Regions from separate parts of the Gossypium hirsutum genome. Here region 1 is linked to region 2. Evidence: chromatin contacts called from public Hi-C data. All regions are on one chromosome and are shown on one strand. The core of a region is the stretch at or near the end of the contact, and the rest is flanking DNA. Distances in the headings are between cores, read along the strand shown.

Region 1 (6,106 bases), core at 2,646-5,145, 300 kb after region 2:
ACATAAAGGGTACTGAAACAAATTACAGTCTGAAGTTTACATACAATTTCAGAACCCATACATAACCAAAAGAGTAAACTGAAAACAATCATCCTTACATTAACAGAGCAAAGCAAACATAATATTATGGCTTACCTTGTGGGCACCCTCCCTGGTCTTTTTCTTTTTTTCTTTTTTACACAGTATCACCTTCATCTCATACTCATCACAGACCATGTATTCACCCCAGCGGTGGGAAGCGAAGGCCGTATAATTGGGACACGTCTTACAACTGAAAAAGCCTCATTCAGACGAGCTGCACGAGTCATAAACTGGGACACCTTCTGCAAATACAACTCAAGCAAAGAACAAAATGTTGGATGTTTATCAGCAGTCGACTATAACGGTCTTTTGATATATATAAAGGACATCTTATACTAGTTTAAACTTAAATTAGTTTTAGCTACATTCAAACTTAATACCATAAATATTTTAACAAACCGGTTATTTTAACCTACCAATTCTACTTGTTATGCGCATGAAGTTTCGAATTTAACCAACCAATCCAACCACCTCCATTTCCACAAAAGAAAAGGAGAGAAGCAGTCGTAAAAAGTCGGTATTTCTGAAGAATATAAATGGACCAAACAACCAAGAAGGAAAACCTTCACCTTTTCTAACTCCTTGGAGTGCAGATAAAAGTTGTTGGAATGGTTGATTTTTTATACTTTACCTCTATGTTCGTGTGCTTCCAGGACAATGTTTTTGTGAGTGCAATGTGGACATTCATGACTACAACATAGTTTGTAAGGATATATCTCAACTTTCATTTGGCTTTGTTTGGTCTGTTAATTTTCGGGGGGGGGGGGGGGGGGGGGTTGTAGTTATGGATTCATGATTCCATTAATCATTTCAAATGTTAGAATTTACTTCCAGGCTTTGTCTGCTATTGCGACTTGGAAATTCAGAAGTATAATATTTGAGACTTAAATTTTTTATCAAGTGTTTCGTTTGGGAGTCTGCTCTGTTCACATGGTAATTATGGCACAATATTTTTCTTGTGGGGGAGATCACGCATTCTATTAATTAATGTCATATTGGCTGTTGATGCAATGTAAGTAAAAAAAAAAAAAAGACTCTTCAAAAAAGTAAGACTCCTGCAGAAACTAATTGCAACTTATCAACAAACAAAAATTTTAGCTATACAAGAAAAAGCAAACTTTAAGTTAAATAGTCATGAAAATCCTTTTTTTCCAATGGAGTAATACAATATATGTTGCTCGTGCTATATCCTCAAACATATCCATCACTTAATCCTTCGTACATAAAAGTATACAAACACAATAATACTCCACATCATTAGAAGCAAAAGGTGTATTGTTCTAGCTGAATTGGATTAGATGGGAAAGTAGCAAATTGAATGAGAAGACAATGGAGAATCAATAACATATTTCCTTTCTTATAATCTAAATTTCTTGTGAAAGAAAAATGATTCCTTCCAAAATAAAACACAACATAACAGGAGCACGTTACTAGTAAGATAGTGTCACTATTCCATTAGCATACGTGACATCCAGGAAGTTATTTTCTGTTTTCTAATATAAGACATGGCAGAAAAAGATATTGGTCGAACTAAAATATTTTACCAAGTAAAAGAATAAATAAATAAATAAATAAAGGAAAGCAACTCCGATAGTTTTAATGGGAAAGTTGTTTTTAGAGGTTAACCTTGCCATGAGGACCAACTAACACTAGCCATCCTCGGTCCCTGTCTCTTCTCAAACTCTGTCCCAATATTTTATTTGGGAAGTATGGTTTTACAGGCAAATCTTGCAGTGGACCAATCATCAACTGTATCGACTGAACCAAAATTTTCCTGATCTGCTACAAGTACTTGACTATCCAATGTACCTTATATATTAATTACATGTACTTTCACCATGATAATGTGTGGGCTATGATTCAGCTATCAGCTAAATAGTCTTAAATCCAATTTAATGGTGAGAAAGTTTGATGTTTGAATCTTGATTTGGTTTTTCCATTATATATGTGTTTTCCCTTCAGCTTATCCTTGTACTTTGTATTGGTTAAAAGTGTTGTTAGTGAAAGACGGAACAGAACAGTGGAGGAGGAAAGGGAAACAAAAGAAGAATCAGTCCTCCCCAAGAACATTTCTTTTAGGAAGTTACTTATAGCGAACCAAGTGGAGCCACGGGTAAAAAGGAGGAAAAAATTCAGAGATTTGACAAGGAACTAATGATCAATCAAACACGAGGTTCACTCAGGAAAGCTCCTAATAATCAAATATTTCCAGAGCAAGAAATTCGTAAAGATGCAGAGTAAAAACTCAGACAAATCAATCAAACAAAGGATCTCAACTAGTCATTGAGAAGCTTGAAGAGATGACGCAACAAAAATGGAAAGGATCATAAATAGTCTTGTATAAAAGGGAATGAAATTCAATTTCAACGTGAACCCTAGAGCAAAAATGGATCTAAATTATGCAGCAGCAGGGACAACCGACAACTTACGTGATCTGATTACATAATAAATCTGAGACAAGTGATAATTCAATTTTCAAATATTGACAACAATAATAGAAAAAATAAGCAGCAACTAACCTTATCATCCATGGTAACCTTCAGCTGCAAGTTACTGCTCTTCCGCTTCATCTTATACAGTCTACGTCCCAATATAACAAAACCCATCACAGCCGCCGCTACAGAGAAGGACCAAACAGGGCTAACCCTTAAAACACAGTATCTCAAGAGCTCAAAAGGAACTTTCCACCATACTACCTTCTTCTTCTCCTCCTCATTAACTGATTTCGCACTTAACTTCATTTCATCAATGGTAGAACCTTCATTACCAGCCGTAGTACCGTGTCCTACTCCCAAATCCAAAGTTGAGCTATTCCTATTATCAAGCTCGCCTGAATTCTCCATCTCCGCTCCCTTTTCCATACAATCACCAAAATCAATGCTAGCCTCTTTTTCAACATCCTTAAACTTCATTGAAACCAAACCATCTCCGCCAGCATCAGGCCACAACTCGCCCAAATCCTTATTCTGATCTTGAATATCGCCAAACCCACCAAAATCTAATTCCTTTATCCTATCCAATTCAGTAAATTCGGCACCATCAGGCTTAAATGTACCCAATCCGTCAGCCCTAGCTTCCGGTTTACCAATCCCTTGTAAACAAACCTCATTCTCAGCGGACTCCAAGTCTTTTTTCACAGAGAAATCACTTAATTTACGATCATCTGACCGATCACTACCCGAATCGGACCAAAAATCACCCGAATTATTCCTCCTAAACTGAGTCTCCGGCTTGGGATCAATCCAACTCGGATTATCTGACTCAATAGAGCCTTCTTCACTTGCATCCCCTTCCTTCGCATACATACTCTGATTATCAAGAGAAAAGTAATCAGACCTTATCATCCCTCCAGTATCACCTTCGATTCCCTCAAGATTCCTCAACTGCGGCGAGTTAACCAGGATAGAATTAGAGTCAGAATCCGAGTTGTGGAGCACCTCCCAATCTAGTAAGTCTCCTTCCATGGCTGGGAATTGATTGATGTTTTATTTTTATTTTTTTTTCTAGTTAAAGAGCGAACAAAACCAAAAACGAAGTACTCCACAAACCCTAATCCCCAAATTGAATCCGAATTATATGACTTAGGAGAGAAAGGAATAAAACTGCAAAGACCAAAGAGGATAAGGCGGGTAGGCGCTTTGAGTGTTGAACAGAGGGAGACAGTTGAAGTTGTGAGTGATGACGTGGCAAAATCATTTGGTTGGTCAAAACAGAGATGGTTGACTATGTACATTGATCACCATTAGAATATTGCCACGTCAAAATACTGGGTGGAGGTGGAAACAGAGAAATAGTTTTGATATGATTTCTTATTTCTGATATCGAGAGAAGACAAATGAGGAATAAAAGAGGACAAGTGTCAACGTGAAGAGTACACGTATCAAGGAATGGAGTACCCATTAATTATAATTTACTTATATGGGATGATTAACAAAACCTAAACCTTTCTGCCCAAGAGATCACTATATATACGAATTGGCAGAAAACAATACTTGGATACAGTGAATTTCATCAGTTTTTTTCTTTTAGGAGGCGGGGCAGATCTTATTCTAAATACTAGTCGAGTTAGGTTGGTGTCGAATTTAGGGAAAATCCGTTCCACCAAAACGATTATTATAAATATTTATGATATAAATTTTATATTAATATTTACTCTAATATATTTATACTTAAAAAAATTAACGCTATCATTAAAATTAAAAGTTATTTTTATTTTAATATAAATATAAAAAAATATATTCAAGTCAAAATCAAATGTAACTTTAATTTTTCAAATCAACTTGAAAGGAGTAAATAAATAATTAATTTGGGATCAAATAAACGTCAACTTATTTAGAGATATATCAAGTTGAGTGAGCAAAAATCACCCACTTACTATACTTACATATGAGTTAATTTGTTAAATTAAGTTAAAGATATTTTATTCAAGTTGATTGAGTCTTAGTTCAATTTAGGATGAAATTTATTGTCAATGTAAGAAGACGAAAATTCAAGTATATTGGAATACGTTATCTTCCCATTTATAAATTAGAGAGAAATTTTTACTATTTCTACACATTTTTTAATAGCTGTTATTAAATTTGAGAAGGTTAAATAAATTTTTCATGATATATCATTTTTCCTTTTTAGTCAAATCCACTAACTTCCTAAAATTGGCAAGAAATACATTTAGCATAAAGTTTCATAAAAAATATATATATAAATCTTCTAAAATTCATTTATTAAATTATTGTTTGATAAATTAAAAAATAAGTGTTAGATTTAGGTTATAAAATATATTTGATATTTTTTTAAAAATAAGTAGACAATATAATTAGATTATTTGACAAATGTAATTTTTAAAATTTTAAAGGTAAAATATTTAAAGGATAAATTTAAAAGAATTGAAAAATATTATATTAAATGATAAATGGCTCAGTATCTAATTATCATTTTCTATACTTTTTCATTGAAAAATTTCTTTCATTTTCTTTTTATTATGGGTTATCAAAGGTGCTTAAAAAATTAAATCACTAGAAATATTGCCGCCTTGTTCTTCAGCTAGTTACCCACCAACTGACAAGAGACATTTGAAGTAATTGAGTTGGTTTGAAATGGAAACATATTTTCATAAAAGGTGACATGACAAGAGATGTATATTTTACTCGAATGATAATGATACCTATTCCCTTCATGAACTAGTGAGTGACCAAGAAATGTGTAGGGTGTGGATCAAAACTGTGGTTTATTAACATGATAAGGCCGAAGAATAGGAAAACACAAACAACCAAAAACTCGAAGAAAAGAATAGTTCGGTTTTATTTAAAACAATTTTTCATAGGGAGAGATGACTTCTAAAGGAAGGGAAGGTAACTTGTTTATCATATACATAACACTGCTGAAAGTTTCATACTATTATGCCAATGGCATGGAGGCATATGCAAGCATAGAGAGTCCAAAAGTAGCAATCTATCGATGCTTCCGTTCAACCAGTCCATTTTGCTCAAAGGTATAAGGACACGTAAGTCGAAGGACGATCCCCTATTGTGATAGATATAGTTTCAATGCTTGAAACTCACTTTTCCTCTCTATTTAAAGAACTTTTAGCTTGCACCCAAATACCCTTTCAGGTTGTATAACCTTCTAAACCCGGCCTAGACGTTATAACTAAATTCTGAATATTACATTGACAACCAAAATGGCCTAATAAAACCATTAGATTTCAAAACACGTTTTTAAAACCATTTGCTTATCTTTCTATATAGAATTGTGTGAATCTCTTAGTTTTACAAAAATGTACGAGTTTCAAACATAAAACAATTAATTTAAATATATATACTTTGCAAAGGTTGATTATTTTTGAAATTTTAGTTGATTTCCAACTTATTTACTTTTCAAAACTCATTTTCCATATTGTAGCGAAAAAAGTGATATTTGACAGATTTTAATTAAAAACCAAGTTGTTTGTATAATTAAATCAATTTCAAAGTTTAGACCGTTTAAAACTTAAATGTCATGCATGCCAAAATAAACTCAAATTAAAGTC
Region 2 (5,738 bases), core at 513-3,012:
GTACAAACTACGTATTTGTTAATAAATAATGTTTACCTCGTCACCAACAGGAACATATATGGGTTGGTTACCTTAGGACGTATAAACGATAGTCATCACCAAGCCCACGATTGTAGCAGAAGTAGACAACTATTGATTGATGCCGACCTTGAGTTTGTGGCCCGACACATCTCTCGATATAACGTGGACAATACGAAAGATCCCCAACTTAGTTTCCTGCAATCATTAAAGTCCACTAGATATAGTAGCCACCTTATGTACACCAAATTTTGAGATTTTTCAGGCATTAAATTACCCCCGATTAACCTTATGATGTATGCTTGGGTGTATTGTTATATCACCTCCTCCATTCGGTTTTTAGGGTCTTCAGGAAGCTCGTCGAAATTATCCTTCAACTAGTTCATCGATATTCGACCACCTTTGAACTTGTCCAGGACCTTCCCCAACAGTGATCGACAGAAGGTCACTTTGGCCAAAATGATCCCAGATCCCATGATGACTGGACCATCTATTAGTAGACTGAGTTGTAGCACCACGTCTTCGAGTGTGATTGTACACTCATCGCATGGAAGATGGAAAGTGTATGTTTCAAGCCTCCATCTCTCCACCAATGCACTAATTAGTTGCAAATTGAGTTTGCAGCCCCCAGACATGTTAGACGCATATAAGAATCTAGCTACTTGCAGGTGGCCACGAATTTTAGGAATTGCATGCTTTCCTATATTATGGATGAAGCCCTCTAGAACACGATCATCTGCCTATTTACACACACACAAAAATATAATTATAATAAAAAATTAAATTTAACATTATTGAAATTAATGAAATTTAAGTTTCGGTCTTACTATTACTAATTGGCAGCGAAAATGTGCTTGTCGTCGAAGCCAATTAATGAGGCGACCATTCGTAAGAAATCAGTTTAAAAGAATAAAAACGAGATAATTAAAAAATAATATTTTAATATAAAAATATAAAGAATTATTTAAAATGAGAGAGTTGAGAGACTTGAGAGGGTTTGAGAGAATTTGACAAAATTGAGAGAGTTGAGAAAAGGATATGAATGAAAAAAATAAAATTTGAAGGGTATTTATAGGGTAAAAAAAGTTACTGTCAGAGTTTTATTTTTTTTACCGTTTGCGGCAACGTTCAAAAAGGTATTGGGATTTGACCGTAACTGGACACGTTTTTTAAAAAATCGGCCTATAACCCTAATTAAAATTAAAACCGGTCCAAAACTCTAATTTAATAAAAAAGATTGGCCTATAAGCCTTATTTTGCCATATTTAGTAATTTAATTTTATATTTGGGTAATTAATTGGGTTAGGTTTTTTTAAGGTAATTTCGGTGATTTATTGAAATTAAGTAATTTGGTTATTTTATAATTAATGATTTAATTTTATATTTAGATTTAAATAAATAATTAGATTGAGTTATTTTTATAATTTAATAATTAGTAAAGTTATTTTATGTTTGTGTTGATTTAATACGAGTAATTGGGTTTTAGGTTAAATTTAATGCTTAATGAATCGCATAAATTAAATAAGCTAATGGGAATAAATCAAATTAAACCGATATGGGATGAGTTTGGCCCCCGTTTTTCTCGTTTTGTACCTTTCTAATGAAAGAGATTGGTTCACAAACAAAAAAGAATGGAGGGATAGGCTACGCCTTTGACAAAACGTACTGGAGAAGTCATAAAATTCAAAATTAACCAGCCAGTGAAAGAGCGCCACGTTTCCAACATACCTGCACTAATACAACGACGAACACAAAACCAAAGTTGAATTTCGAAATTAATTTCTTATTACAAAAAAGCATTTACTAAAATTAGCGCTTTCCCTTCTGTTTTTCTTTCCCAGTCTCCAATTGATCTGCGTCTGTCCGATCCGACTCAACTGGTGATTCTGCAAACTGAAACTTCACAAATTTTGAACTTCTCCTGAGTGGCGGTTCTGTAATTAAGCGGAAATGGGTCCCTTTACGGAGTTTTGGGAGGGTTTCACTGGTTGTTTGGTGGACTGAGATTTGTAAAGGTTTCCTTGTTGCTATTGATTTTTAGGGATATTCTGAACTTAATTTGTTCATTTCCGCTGCTAGAAGTGGAAAGTCAAGGGTTCTGTTGTGGAATTTGAAATTTAGGGTTTCTCTTCTCTTGTGAGCTTTGCCAGTTTGTTGAATTCTTACTGAAAGATCTAATTTTAAGCTTAAATAATAGGGCTTGGTTACATTGTATGAAGAAATAGGGTTTGTATTAGGCGAGAAATGTTTTATTCACAGTTTATATTGGCGAAGAAAGGTCCATTGGGGACGATATGGATAGCTGCCCATCTGGAGAGGAAACTCCGCAAGAATCAGGTGGCGGATACGGACATCGGTGTTTCTGTTGGTTAGTACCTTTTAAGTCTACTTTGGACTTAATCTATCCTTTTCCACTTAATAGAGCAATATCTTAGTCTTCTTAAGGTTAGATTAATATAGTCTGTGTGGATATGTTCTTCTTTTATGCTGAATCAGAATTTATTTATTCACTCTTTGGTTATTGCTTGTGCTACATTGAACTGCAATCTTTCGGGTGAGAAATTTATATGATTTTACTTTAATACGAGAAGCATATTTACTTCATAATTGGTACTGCTTTTTCAGTCATTGTTTCCTTTTTTTAATCAATTATGATTTTGCATATTTCCGATTTAGTTTTAACTACTTTATGAGGAACTAAATAGCAAGAAGTAGTTAGAATTTCCTTTCTTATTTGTCCTATTAGTATGCTCTTTTCTTTTCTTGACATTTGATTTATTAAACCAACATCTGGAATTAATGATGGTCATGCATAGTTCTAAGTTTATTAAGTATTTCTATAAGCTTGATGAAATAAAAGTAGTTTCAACTGTTAAACATCCATTAGTAGAAGTGGTATTTATGAATTGAAAATTTTAAATACCAGGTTAGCGTGAAAATCAGCGTGCTTGATGAAATGAAACTGTCAATTTGGTAAAACATGGGTTCTCTTGACAATTGTGGAGCAGGGTGGAAATGCCAATACCTTGCTTCTGATATCGGTCTCTGTTGCCTACTGGTTCTTGAAACTGAAAATTTCTTGCACAAATTCCCATTTATTAATAGAAATATTTTTCTTAAGTTCGTAGCATTATCCTTTTTGTTCTTAGTTATGCATAAGTTAATCTTTTAGGCCTTTTATGCTTCTTCCTTGTCATGGCGCTTTTGGGCCTATTTTGAGGTGTTTGTTGGCAGTTCTATTGGCCTATTTGGAACTTTGGTTCTGTAGAAATAATTTCCATACAGAACATGTTAAATATCTGCGGTGTTGGTAGCATGTTCTTAACATGTGTGGTTTTACTTGGTTACTTGGTGGAGGAACTTTCCTTTGAGCTGCTTCAGCTCTTTTTCTGGTTTTGTTGCTACTGTGGACTAAGCTATACAAGGCTGGTGAATGAGTTATATTGTCACATTCGAATATGTAATTTCTTTCATGTTCGTGAGTTGTATTCCTTTTTATATTTAACTTTAACTTTTTTTTTTTTTTGTTAATATGGCTTTGAGCAGACTCTATTCTGTTTCCTGACGTACCAATTGCACTCCGATTGTCCAGTCATCTTCTTCTTGGAGTGGTGAGGATATATTCTAGAAAGGTGAATTACCTTTTTGATGATTGCAGTGAAGCCTTGCTTAAGATAAAGCAAGCGTTTCGCTCCACTGCAGTTGATTTACCACCAGAAGAATCGACTGCACCCTACCATTCAATCACTTTGCCTGAGACTTTTGATCTTGATGATTTTGAGCTGCCTGATAATGAGGTTTTCCACGGGTTAGTTCCTAATAGTTGCCTTTTAGATTGGTTTTCTTGATTTCTGTTGCCTTGGTCAAATGAGATAACAATGAATTCTTTTCATTAGTTATCCACTATGTTACTTGGGCTTCTTTATGAGTACAGATACAGTTATGTGTCTGAAACGGGCATATCCTCACATCCATGTCTCAGACATGAGTGTTGGACACGGGTATTTCAAGTAAAATGAATAGTCCGAGCAACATAGGTTATACATGGAATTACTCTGTGTTGATTAATATGTAGCTTTGTTGGCAGTAACTATGTTGATCATCACGTTAGCTCAAGAGAGCAGATTACTCTTCAAGATACCATGGATGGCATGGTATACTCCACTTCACAATTTGGATTAGATGGTCAGTACAAGCTCTGGATTGTGATGATCATTGATTTAGCTACATTTTGATTAGCAAATATGTAAATCTAAAATTCTGTGTTTTATATACTTCCAGAGCGGTTTGGTGATGGGGATACTTCTCAGATTGGTCTCCTTGATGAGGTAATCTTGTTATTCTTGTATCACTGACGTTTTCTTGAAAATTAATCAGGAATCAGCAGGAGGCAATTTAATGTTGGCCTTAGAAAGTTGAGAAATTATGGTTACATGGCCAGCAAAAGTATCTAATTTTAGGGCTTTAATGGATGAGAAATTGTGATAAGTTTTGAGGGTTGATTTAGTGAAGGGTAACTTGGGTTTAGGACCAAAATTTGATAAGGAAATTGGTTAGGATTTTGGTTAATGATTTAGGAATAAGAAGATTAATATCTAGGCTTTTCAGGTGTATATCCTGCATCGAGGGTTGATGTTGCCTTATACAATGTAAATAAAGACACAATAGCTACTGAAATCGTCACTAGCTTTTCTCCATCAAGTAGAAGTTACATCTGTATTTTGGAGTTGAAGGACTCCTGTTTGTTGAAGGAGTGAGACCCAAGATAGGACCTATAACAAATTGAAATGCAACACTCCCTTTGAAACTAAAGAAAGCAGAAATCAATGCATTTTGTAACCTTCTATCGTAAGGACATAAAAAAGAAAAGGACGTCATTATGCGAATTGAACCTTAATTGAGTGTATTATTTCTTTTTTCTTAATATTACAGGATTTTGGTTTTTCATGATTTATGGCTGATTTTTCTTGAATATCTTGTCAATTATGCCACTTTTTCTTTAGCCATGCCTTTTCTTTTTGTTGTTTTTGATTTGATGGTGTTGAGGAAGTTGTGCCTAAGTGCCTTTTTCTTTGCCTCACTTGTAAATCTTCTACTGTGTTTATTTCTGAACTCTTTTGTTTTCTTCTTCTCTAGAGTTAGTTATTTTGAATCTGTATTGGAATGAAGGGTTATGACAATATTGCATAATAGTAACTACTACTTTAGGGTTTTGGGGCAATGGGTTAGCTAATTTATTTTTTTAGAAGGGAAACCTTGATTGTCTTAATATTGGAAGAAAGAATGATCTATATGTGCTTAAGGCTTCCCAACCAGGAGGGGAATATATTCTAACTCCACAAAGATGTTGAAGGGATACCTACTAAAAATGAAGAAAAATGCAACTAACTAGAAGAAAAACCTACTAATTGGCTTTTGAAGTTGAAATGTGCTCACTGGGATCCTTTGGTCAGCAGAACCTTTAAATTGCTGAATGGATGGTTTTGTTTATGGTCCTTCAAATTTCATATAAACCCTGAGTTGAGGGTTTATATTAAGTTTGTGTTCTCTATTAATTAGCTGACCTTTTTTTTTTCTTTTCTATTACTTAGTGTTTTATTCTCTTGCACTAATCATCTACTGAAAATTCTTATCTTGGTTTAATCTTGAGCAGGAACTTGTCCTAGATAGGGTTTCGGTGCCAGGAGATGATGGAGCTTCAGTGTAAGCTTGATATATTA

Evidence for each region. A called contact is a pair of places that touch in the nucleus more often than the background predicts.
Region 1: a Hi-C map of leaf shows a contact between it and region 2, with 2.3 times the contacts expected there. The contact joins the promoter of LOC107895064 here to the promoter of LOC107895058 in region 2. A contact is called at or near these places in 11 of 34 Hi-C or Micro-C datasets (anther, hypocotyl, leaf and 1 more).

Annotation. Positions count from the first base shown.
Region 1 is chrA13:81,636,404-81,642,509 of Gossypium_hirsutum_v2.1, forward strand. It overlaps LOC107895064, which reads right to left and starts at 3,896. Exons shown (of 2, transcript XM_016820273.2): 1 at 2,601-3,896; 2 at 1-323. The coding sequence starts at 3,545. The coding sequence ends at 192.
Region 2 is chrA13:81,338,075-81,343,812 of Gossypium_hirsutum_v2.1, forward strand. LOC107895058 (sister chromatid cohesion 1 protein 4) reads left to right here and starts at 1,763. Exons shown (of 15, transcript XM_016820258.2): 1 at 1,763-2,386; 2 at 3,565-3,826; 3 at 4,106-4,203; 4 at 4,300-4,346; 5 at 5,672-5,721. The coding sequence starts at 2,263.